2 separate regions of the Capra hircus genome follow, and region 2 is linked to region 1. A link is a contact called in public Hi-C data. All regions are on one chromosome and are shown on one strand. The core of a region is the stretch at or near the end of the contact, and the rest is flanking DNA. Distances in the headings are between cores, read along the strand shown.

Region 1 (5,898 bases), core at 1,881-4,380:
CATTGGCCGCTTGGTGACGTTCTGGGAAGCCGTGCTCTGTCGCAGGAAGCAAGAGATCCTCATCACACCTGGAGACTCAGGGGAAGAAGCTGGGCACACGGGCTCAATCTGACTGGGTGACTGCTCTTCTGGGAGGCGGACACTGTCCCGCTGGGAAGCCTTTTCTTGCTATATAAATGCCTCTTGCTCTCTGTAGCAGCATACCCTAGAGCTAAGCCCTGGGGCTGGGAAAGGCACCAAACCGGCCTGCGGACAGCCTCCTCTGTAAGGATATTACACCAGTTGACTGCAGTAGGTGCCTTACAGGACGGGGACATTTTTAACAGAATCAACAGAGCAATCAACTCCTGCATGAGCAGTCAGCTGGGTTACTGGCGCCCCCACGGTCAACGGGCCCCTAAATTCCAGGTAGAACAAAGAATGAAGCATTAAGTTAGTGCTCTAAAAAAACTACACTCTGGAGGAGAAAGATGCCCGAAGGGTTTCATCGGAGAGGACACTTGTCAGTCATGTTCGTTCTCAGGATTCTCAACAGACCTCACAGCTGGAGGAGCATGCAGATCTGTGAGAGGCCAGCTAGGGAGTACCCAAGGCGGCTCAGCTCAAGGCTGGGGGCATCGTCTGCCGCTCTGCTTATAAGATGAAGTCCAGGTTACAAAGCACCCTCTTTCCAGATCTAGAAATTCTTTCCAATTTTTTATATCATTTTAGTCTCTATGTCACTTAAAGAAAAACACAGGTTTGCTTCCTGGTGGTTCAGATAAGAAAGAATTCACCTGCAATGGAAATGACTTGGGTTCAATCCCTGGGCGGAGAAGGAAATGGCAACCCACTCCAGTACTCTCGCCCGGAAAATCTCAGGAACAGAGGAGCCTGGTGGGCTATAGTCCATGGGGTCACAAAGAGTCAGACACCACTGAGCTGACTTAGCATGCGTGCATCTAATGGGGGACAAGACAGTAATGATGACTAATCTTTAACTTTCAAAGCAACAGGCTAGTCTCTTTCGATGCCTGACAAGCCACACATCTGCTGACAGGGTTTGAATTGATGCGGCTCTCCCCCATGATTAAGCTCTAGGAAGGCAGGAAATGCGTCTCTCTTGTGCAATGAATGCTCTATTGCCAGGAACTAGAGTAGCACCTGACAACAATGGATGTTCAATGAATTCTTCCTGAATTCACTGACATGCATTAGTTGCCAAGGAGTTAGGGATAACCTCAGGACCGAGTGATAAACCGCTGGAGTCAGGGAGGGCCTCAGGACCGAGTGATAAACCGCTGGAGTCAGGGAGGCCCTCGGGACCGAGTGATAAACCGCTGGAGTCAGGGAGGGCCTCGGGAACGAGTGATAAACCGCTGGAGTCAGGGAGGCCCTCGGGACCGAGTGATAAACCGCTGGCAAAGGTAGGATGACTATCACCCAAAAATCTTTCCTAAAGTTATGCGTCAATCAATAACCTCATCTATCACTACAGAAATAGGCAGATACACCAAAGTCCTGTGCCAGAACAGGCGTCCCCGGAGCCGGCTGAGGACACGGGACACTCACGTGCCGCAGCCCCGGGCGCTGGGGGCACTGCATCCGGCTGCTGCTGGGCTGAGGCTGGGTCGCCGGCATGTGAGGCCTGAACTGGGGCTGAGCCACGGGCATCAGCGGCGGGGGTGGCACGGAGAGGTGGTGGTGGTGCTGCTGCGGCTGGTGCGGAGGCTGGTGCGGTGGGGGCGGCTGCAGCGGGGGCTGCAGCGGGGGCTGGAGCGGGGGCTGCTGCTGCGGCTGCGGTTGCGGCTGGTGTGGCGGGGGCAGCGGGGGATGCAGCGGCCCCTTTCAGGCCAAAAGAGAGACAGAAGACAGTTTACCACGTGTGAACTAGTCACACTCCAGTGCAGCCACTTCCCTAAAGACCCCAACACCAGAAGGAACTTCAAGCGGCACTAAATTTCATTTCAGATTGGTTGGTGAAGGTGAGTAATACCTTAAAGGCAGTAATAAGCCAAAAGCTACTATCTGGCATTTTCCATCTGCTCTAAACCCTCAATTCTGAACTTCCAGGAACGTATCCTGAGGAAATAACTAAGGAGGAAGGAAGCACAGCCTCAGGGACGCTCTCTGCAGCACTGTGTCTAATACCCAAGCACTGAAAGAACCAACACGTGCCTGCGCTGGGGACAGCCAGATAATGCCAACTGCTGCAGCAGCGAAAGATACTCACCACCATGAAAAGATGGCAGTAAGAAGCTAACTGGGCAAAGAGAGCATCGTGAGGATGCCAGCACTGAGGAGAATGAGAGGTGTGTCACCCCGGCATCTGGGGTGACTGTTTCCAGATGGTGGAACCAGAGTGAACCCATGCCTATGGCAGCGAAATAGAGGAGTCCTAATCACTCGTCCACCAGGGAATTCCCAAATTATATTTTTTTAATAAAATAATTTAGGAAGACAATTTTTATCTTACTTTAACATCTTAAGAAAGAACCGTTTATCTGTTTTTATTTTAGGTCCATATTCTATGTGGTTTCTGAACAATTGGTTCAAGCATATCATCATTACACACCTTAAGAGGAAACTTAAAAATATAAGATGAAAGCTTCTGGCTAAGAGCACACTCCAGCAGCTGATGAAAAAACCCACCAGCAGAGGGCACTCAAATCTCTCAAATAATAAGGCAGCAGCAACCCGGTTTTCCCCACTACACACTGAAGGAACGTGACCTGATAGAGAAGCTGACTTCCTGTTAACCTCCTGAGAGTCTTGCAGTGATAGTGAAGGTATTATCAAAACATGTCCTAATTTCATTAGTAATATATAGGGACATCCTTTACAAAATCTTAATACTCAATTATTTATTTCCCCCCAAAATGACAATCACTATCTCCATTTTTCCTATGGTTAAGAAAAGAAGCAATATTAAGAAAGTTGTCTTTAATCAAGAGTACATGAAGTTTAACCTCTGTTCTCTAAACACTCTCCATGTCTCAGTAGACTAGAATGAAAAGGTGGAGCTTGTCCTTCAGATTCTGAACCACAAGCCACTCACCTGCAGACTGGGCTGCGTGTGGGTGGGCAGGAAGGGCTGTCCCGGGCCCGGCAGGAAGGGTTGGCGAGGAGGGATGAAGGGCCTCGTGGCCGCAGACCCCGGCTGGCTGAAGTGCAGGAGCCCCACAGGCCCTGGCGGCTGGAGGGTTGGCCTCACGGGCCTCTCTCTGGGGAACACAGGCTGCTGCCCCTGCTGACTGAACGCTGGGCCGGGCTGGGTGAACGGCAAGGGGCTGGGCGTGGGCACAGGGTGACCGCTGCTGAGGAGCGTGGGAGGAGGAGGCGGTGGGGGGGGACTTCGTTGCTCCAGGAAGAGATGGCTCGGGAACCTTGGCTCTCCTGAAACTGAGGGGATTTGCAACGTTAATTGCCTCTAGTTACACAGAGCACTCTGTAGAAATTCGCTTTATGGACTGTGCTGCTAAGGATAGAAGTTACACGTGGTGGCTGGAGGTGAGTATCTAAAAAGAACGCTAGATTTTGCCTCTGTGTTTCCAGATCGCTTCCTTAGTTATTCTCCATAGATGATGGCCTCTTTCATGGGAGGTCTTCCCATTTCAGATGCCACTAGTGTCCGATTACAGCCTCTGAAATGACAGGCAGGGCTATGGCACAGAAAGCTGACTCTTCAGAGAATCTCTGGCTAGGGGCTGAGCATGGATAAAGCATGGACATGGCCAGGCACATGGCCTCACACAGCTCTGCTCCCATCCTCCGCACCCTCCTTTACCTCCTAAGAAGAAAGGGTCTCGCTCCTGGGGCGGGGGCGGGGCCCTCCACTGGTCCTGAAGAGGAAGCCGAGGGGGCTGGCTGAAGCTGTTGGGGACGGGGCCAGGTGTGTGCTGCGGGAACTCTGGAGGGCCCTAAAGAACAGTAGGAAAACAGGATGGAAGGCAGGAAAATAAGCGGTAATGTTCAGAAAGGTGCATCTGTGTTAAGTTTTCCTCTGAAAACATCAAGTAACTGATCTCCTGCAGCTCCACGCCCATCTACATACAACCTCATGTTACAAAACAGGTGTATTTTATATGTCTCTCCCAGAATTAAACAGTCAACCATCAAAATGCAACACCTAAAAAGTAACTGAATGTTTGCACAGTACTACAGAACCAGCAGAATATTATTTTTAAGCTTACTGAAATCCACGCAATTACTGACCTTCTTGCCCATTAATCTGAAAGACCAAATGTATACTTCCACCGTTCCTGACATTTATCTTCTCAAACATGCTACTCTTTGCTACCTTTCTGACAGGACCATAAGCCACAGCTATGAAGTTGCTTTACTTCAAAAGAAGAAAAAGAAATTGAATGTGTACTGTAACAAAGTCAGCCATGTCTGATGAAATAGGAAAATGTGAAAATGTTTAAGAAACCACATTACTACAAAAGAAATACTACAGTCAGATTCCACTGGCTAAAAAATTCTGAACTCTTACAGATTACCATTTTTCAAGAACTACATGTTATTAGGAAAAATTTACAAAAAAAAAAAAAACCCTAAAATTACTTACTTCTTTTTCAGCCAGTATTTTATAACTTTAAGTGAAATATCATCTAAAAAATTTTGAATCACTATATTATACACCCAGAACTAATATTGTAAATCAACTATATCTTGATTCTTAAAAAGTCATTTTTTTCAAGTATTTATGGAGAATTTTTAAAAATACATTTACTTAAGAAAGCCCCACATTTTATTTTTCCAGAAATTCATTAATTATATATACTATCATTCAATAACACTTTATTAAGTATTTCTCAACTTAAAAATCACTTTGCCATAAACTTGAAACTCTAATGATTTTCCTGTCCTTTTATTACTAATACAACTAGCTAGTCTCTCTAAATGTGGCATTCCATTGCAATGCTGAAAACACTTTTGCAAACTGCATGTGCTTTCCTTCTCTCTTTAGACAGCTGCTCTCTCCACAGCGTTTTAAGGACGATGCAAAATGAACACCAGAATAAACATCACAGCCCTGTAAGACCACTGGCTGTATGACATCAACAAAACTGTATTTAGACACAAACATTACTCTTCATAAAAAGACACAGAGACATGTGGTCAGAAAGCCGCAAAGATGACATTCTTGTAGTCTTTGTCTATGTGGGTGAAATCCAGGACATTCTCACCTCACAATGTTTGGCAGCTGACATAAAGGAACATCACTCCTCACTCTAGATAAAGGCATCAATTAAGATACAACTGAAGCAATAAATATCGGGAACTGACAAATGTCGGATTTATAACTGAGAATACATAACCGTATACTCTCAGACTAAACCATTACATTTTTGTACCCCTAATAAATGTATATGTTCTTATCACGATGTTAATTGGAAACTTCTAATATGATGCTGTGATATGGATGATCTTCCATATTCACTCTTCTGCACTGACGCAATACTATGCTGGAAAAGCCTATTTCCACCAGCATCAGCTGCCCTACACTGATACTGACTGGTCAAATCGCTCTAGGAATCCCGACGGACTTGCCTTCTGTCTTCCACTGCCACCTTCCCCCCATTTTAAAACGACTCGTATTTTTGTGTGCAGTCAATGAAATACGTAGTGTGCATTTACGTGGGTATTTTGTCAAGTAACTTAAAAAGAACAACTGTTAATAAAGTATGAAATACAGCATTAGTATCCTGTCTGCAGTCTTACAGACCTTCTTCCTCACATGTAAATGTATTTCAAAACTTTCTGTATGATAACATATAGGCAATCAAGGTCAAATCATTTTTTTTTAATGCTTAAATCATTTTTCTTGGAGTGGCCCAGAAAATAAAATTTAAAATTGTCTGCCCTGTTTTATGACAAGGTTTGACTTGTCACACTGCCTCCCATCTGTGCAAC
Region 2 (5,898 bases), core at 976-3,475, 88 kb after region 1:
CATGCTGTGGTCCATGGGGTCGCGTAGAGTTGGACACGACTGAGCGACTGAACTGAACTGAACTGAAGCTATTCTTCTCCCCCCAAACCCCCACCCTACCCCTTCCTACCCCTCCACATCAAGGGCTGCCTTTGCGGGTCTTTGGAATTAGGGAGGGAGTGGCTTGGAGTATATTTCTAGCCGCAAACAGTACTCTTCTTCAGCGGGATTCCAGCAAACATAACTTTTGCCCACCTCTACATTTCTAGAGGGGTTTTTTGATATGTGTGTCCCATGTAGACTGACGCCTTGGGAAACTGCCCAGCTGGTCCACCCCAGAGGCGTCCTCCAGGTTTCTCCACTAGCTCTTCCCTCTGTAGTTGATAGCTGCCTGGAGGGAGCTACTCTGGGACTATGGACATGCACTGTCTCTATTCCAACCCTGCGTGTTCATCGATTCTTCTTGGGTGAATTGATTTTGAAGACATTGGGTGCTAAAGGACGCTTCTCTAACTCCACTTTCTACATTTATCCCTTGTGACACTGCTGTAAGGAAGACCTTTCACTACTGGCTCTTCATTCATTTATTTATGTCAGGACAGACTCAAGCAGTCATAGGCTAGTCTATGGATCATAACCTATTATTATCATGACTCATCCTGCTCGAACTGTCACAGATTTGGCCATTCGAAAACCCTTCAAGTTGTACCCCGTGTCCTTTCGCCTTGAGCTTCAGAGTACCTCATGCCCACCCCCAAGTCCCTATGTTGAAACCCTACCCGGCATCGTGGGGATGTTAGGAGATGAGACTCTGAGGGCCGATCGGGTTTAGGTGAGGTCATGAGCGTGGATCCCTCAGGACAGGTCAGCATCCTCAGGAGAGGAGACACTGGAGCTCAGGCCATGTACTCTCTGCCACGTGAGCACACGGTGAGAAGGCGGCCGTCTGACCGCCAGAAGAGGGTCCTCAACAAGAACCCGTGCGGCCGGATTTTGATCTTGGACATCCAGCCTCCAGAACCTAGAGGAACAGATGTTTTCTTCAGGCCTCCCAGCTCGGTGGTACTTTATCACAGCAGTCCGCTCTGCCAAGATAGCAAGATGAGCTAGAGAACACTAGTCTTGGTTCTCTCCTTGTCCCGCCTCTTCTGTGTTGCTTTGTTATTTGTTTGTAACGTACCTTTTGGTTCTCTCAGTTCTCATGGGAGGTCTCCCTCCATTCTTACTGATTGACATGACATGAACTTGGTTCTAACCCCAAGCCTGCTAAGGGCATAATCAGCGGGGTATCACTCTCCATCCCTGACCCCTCCATATCCCCCATCTTTTGCACCCCATATTCACCATCCCCTACAATGGTCTCTGACTTCCCTTTTCTCGGTTTCTACTTTGCAACAGACAACTTGCGTGTTTCCTTATTCTTAGTTCTCAGATAAAGGGATCCCCACGTATAGACATACACACACCATTTCCCTCCTTCTCGGGGGCTGGCGCTCTGTGTTATTTAGCATCTGGGACTTGTCCGCGGTGCTGACACCTGCCCCTGGGGTAGGTGGCGGCCTGGGGTCTGCTTCTTCGGCTGTTTCCGATGGACACTCACCTCGATCATTGTCACTGTTGGGTTGTGTTGGAGCACAGAGGGTTCCCTGAGATGGGAAAGCTGCAGTGGGCAGTTTGCTGGCTGGACCATCAACATGTGGTTGCTCCAAACGGGACTAAATGCTCCAGAAGAAATCGCTTTTATCTTTGAAGTCCTCCTGTGGAATGATAGAGACAGATGGGTGCTGGTCAGTGAAGTCCTCCTGCGGAATGATAGAGACAGTGAGGTCCTCCTGCGGAATGATAGAAGCAGATGGGTGCTGGTCAGTGAAGTCCTCCTGCAGAATGATACAGACAGATGGGCGCTGGTCAGTGCCAGGGACGTCCTCACCCTCTGCCCGACCTGGACACGCAGTTTCACGATTCCATGCTGTTCACACAGCTCTCAGCCCACAGGCCACGTGCCCTACTAAAACGTGAAACCTTGAGCATGGATACGAAGTCTTCAAAGGAAGGATGAAGGGAGCCGGTTACTGCGGCTGCCCTAAGAGCTTTGAAAGTGTCCCTCAGGGAAGTCCAAGGCCCCAGGGGTGGGGTCTGGCGAGCGGAGGGAGGCGGGAAGCGCACACCGCTGCAGGGGGCGCTCCCCCATCACCCCACGTGGAGAGCTTGCCCTCGAGGAGTTTACAACAGCTGCGCCTCGGGGGTGAGCCAGTGCTGGTCTGGGCCCCAAGGTGGCCCTGAGGTGTGAAGATGGGCGGGGGTGTCCAGGTACAGTCTGCTCAGACTTGGAGCCCAGGCGCCAGCTCAGCTGGTAGCGAGAACGGAAGGGACCTGCACCTCCCAGGGCTTCCGATAGCCTGACTGGTGCAGAATCCGCCTGCAGTGCAGGAGACCCGGGTTCGATTCCTGGATGGGGAAGATCTGCTGGAGCAGGGATGGGCTACCCACTCCACTGTCTTCGGGCTTCCCTGGTGGCTCAGCTGGTAAAGAATCCGCCAAGGGCCCAGGCGGCCTGGCGGCAGGGCTGCTCCCAGGCCAGAGAGCGTGGGGGGCCGCCTTCCCGGCCGCCTGCACGTCGCAGACACGGGAGGACGGGAGACCCAGGCCACCTCTCGTGGGCTCATGGGCGTTTACAAGCACTGGCCTTCTTTGAATAATTCCTTCTTGATTTTTTTTGACCTCACTGTAGAGGTGTTTTGGGGTTTTTTTGCAAAAAATATAATTATTTGTTTTTCCCTTTTTTCCTTCTTTTTTAAAAATTAATTTTTTCATTGAAAGATAATTGCTTTACAGAATTTCGTTTTCTGTCAAACCTCAACATGAATCAACCATAGGTATACATATATCCCCTCCCTTTTGAACCTCCCTCCCATCCCCCTCCCCATCCCACCCCTCTAGTTTGATACAGAGCACCTGTTTGAGTTTCCTGAGCCAGACAGCAAATTCCCGTTGGCTGACTATTTTACATATGGTAATATAAGTTTCCATGTTACTCTTTCCATACATCTCACCCTCTCCCCCGCTCTCCATGTTATTTTTATTTTAAAGAAGTAGCAGTTGGAATCAAATTGTATGCAGTGAAATAGTACACTCAGGAAACCGATCAGTACACAGGGCTTCGCTTGGACTGGCCCATGGCCTTAAACAAACTGTCCCTGCTCTCTGCCCCCTTCCTCATTTTTAGGGCGAGTGATAACATGCTGGTCTCTGGGGCTGTGGAGAGGAGGAAATGAGTTACTGCGTTTGGTGGTGCTCGGCATTGGGTGGGTATTAGCCAGCCTGCAGCCTGATTACTCCTCTGCCAACACCAGCTTCAGCACCCCTGCCCCCCACCGTGACCCCCACTTCCGCTGCCTTCGTGACTCAGCTATTGCTAGCAGCGTGCGCACAGTCTGGGTTAGTCGGATGACGTGCTGGTAACTGCAAAGTCCAAACAGCTAGTTAGTGGGGATTGGGGCTTATTTACAATACAAACTCCTGGGCCCGGCCCTTGGACAGTCTAAGTCAGCAGGTCTGGGGTGAGTCCCGTAACCTGCCTTTGTGGTGAGCATGGTGAGTGATTCTGCTCCAGGCCCGCCCTCTGAGAAGCATCTTGTTGGCCTGAACCTGGGGGTCAGGGGCTTGGGTAAGAGCAGACCCACGTGCCCAGCTTCTCTTCACCAGACTAGATACAATGTGAAGCGTCTATCCACCCATTCTAATTTGTAGAGAATATTCAAGAAACTCCATCAGCGCCTGTTAAGTATCTTCCAGATGCTGCTTTATTCCAGGTGTTCGTGAAGAGACAGAAAGACCCCAGCCCTTCTGGAGTTGTGATCTAACTTGGACAAACAGACAATAAGCAACAGATAAATTTACTAAATAGTGAGGGTGAGGTGACTAGGCCATGAAGAGCAGGGCAAGGCTGGCTGAGGTGTGGCTGTAGCTTTCAGCCAGTGATCAGGGAGGGCCTCACTGAGGCGACACTGGAGCAGAGGCTGGAGGAGGTGAGAGCTAGTCACGGGATATCTGGGGGAAGATGCTTCAGGCAGAAGGAAGAGCCAGTGCAAAGGCCCTGAGGCAGGATGGTGCGTGGAGGGGTGAGGACCAGCGAGGTGGTCCCGGGGTTGAAGCAGCCTTGGTGCTAGTCACAGGAGTAGGGAATGAGGGTCTAACAGGTAAGGACTTTTTTTTTTTTTTTTTACAGTTTTAACTTTTAAGAAATATTCAGTTCACACACATAGTTAAAAGACCTTCAGTCTTTCCCCTACTAAAGTTGTTAATGAGACTAAACTGTGGACTTCCCAGGTGGCTCTAGTGGTAAAGAATCTGCCTGGGGAAAAAGAGAATCTGCCTGCCAATGCAGGAGACCCAAGAGATGTGGGTTTGATCTCTGGGTCAGGAAGATCCCCTGGAGGAGGGCACGGCAACTCACTCCAGAATTCTTCCCTGGAGAATCCCACGGACAAAGGAGCCTGGTGGGCTATAGTCCATGGGCTTACAAAGAGTTGGACACGACTGAAGCAACTTGGCACGCGGGCAAAGGATGTGTAGCCAAGCTCACTAGGGATGTTTTTCAAAGCATGCTCACTGCTTAGCAGTGGGTGACAAAGTCAGCTTGGTGGGTCATGAGCAGTACTTTAAGAATGTAACCGGTCCTTTAGTGTAGAACAGGATGCAAACCATCAGAGAGTGCTGAACCCAGCTAAACGGCTATCTCATGAAACTTTTGTTTTCTGTGTCCCAGAAAGTTAAGGGAACAGAGGCAGTTGATATGTGAGTTTTGAATCTTATTGACTCAAATCTCTGCTCCAGCTACTGAATAAAATTAACTAGTGACCAAACTCTCCTTCTTTCCAAAAATCCACGCATAGCTTCAGGAAATACCCTTGCTGTCCCTCAGCAAAGGAAAAGCAAGGAGCACTTCAGCTTTCTGGAGATGAACTGGCCAGATGGGGGCGGATAGCCGGGAGGGGAAGGGCGCCACCTGCAGGCAGCGTGCCTCACCTCATCAGACCGCCTACAGGACCTGTCTTCTAAGTTAAAGGGGGTCATTCCAAGACAGACCAAACCTGTCAATCCTGAAGGAAATCAACCCTGAATCGTCATTGGAAGGCCTGATGCTGAAACTGAAGCTCCAATAATTTGGCTACCTGATGCAAAGAGCCGACTCACTGGAAAAGACCCTGATGTTGGGAGAGATTGAAGGCGGGAGGAGAAGGGGATGACAGAGGGTGAGATGGTTGGATAGAATCACCCACTCAATGGACATGAGTTTGAGCAAACTCTGGGGAATAGTGAAGGACAGAGGAGCCTGGTGTGCTGCAGTTCATAGGGTCACAAAGAGTCAGACGTGGCTTAGTGACTGAACATTTGAAGCTCAGTGGGCTTTATTGGGATGGGGATCCATAAGATGACAGAGATGAAATTGGTGGTTGGGTTTAATCATGAGCCACTGCAGCTGCTGACCTTCAACACTCCTTGAAAGGAGTTCAGAGTGGAGATCAGGAATGAGGTGCTCTGTATTCTGGGAAAAATAGGCCGAACAGGTCTTCGAATATTTAGATATTTCCAGGAGGTTTTATGAATCCAATTCCTGCATCTCCTCGTGTCTAGAAAAGTGCTAAAATGCTTCATGGTGACACCTGCTGCTTGTGACTGGCAGAGGCTTGCTGCAAAGTATCTGTGCTTCATTGTGTGTGTTTTCCCTTCAGCTAAATCACGTACAGACTGACCTTCCCCCCACCTCTTCGGAGCAGTTGCTCAGAGCTTTCTGAAATGCTGTCTTCCAGGCCATAGTCCTCCTTTTGCCCCAAATAAGACTTAACTCACAGCTCTCATGCTATGCACCTTCTTCAGTGGACAGTACAGCTGCTATTGCCAAAAGGTAAAACAGGA

The links. A called contact is a pair of places that touch in the nucleus more often than the background predicts.
Region 2: a contact with region 1 is called in a Hi-C map of liver, with 2.4 times the contacts expected there. The contact joins two enhancer-like sites. A contact is called at or near these places in 2 of 5 Hi-C or Micro-C datasets (blood and liver).

Annotation. Positions count from the first base shown.
Region 1 is chr4:2,450,566-2,456,463 of ARS1.2, forward strand. RBM33 (RNA-binding protein 33) reads right to left here. Exons shown (of 19, transcript XM_018046652.1): 11 at 3,767-3,899; 12 at 3,038-3,381; 13 at 1,552-1,824; 14 at 1-36. Among named protein-coding and RNA genes, the nearest start is that of SHH, 65 kb to the left of the region's middle. Within about 2 kb of position 3,131, at least 1 of the 5 cell types and tissues checked has an H3K27ac peak or open chromatin away from gene starts, as enhancers often do.
Region 2 is chr4:2,539,741-2,545,638 of ARS1.2, forward strand. No RefSeq gene overlaps it. Among named protein-coding and RNA genes, the nearest start is that of RBM33, 12 kb to the left of the region's middle. Within about 2 kb of position 2,226, at least 1 of the 5 cell types and tissues checked has an H3K27ac peak or open chromatin away from gene starts, as enhancers often do.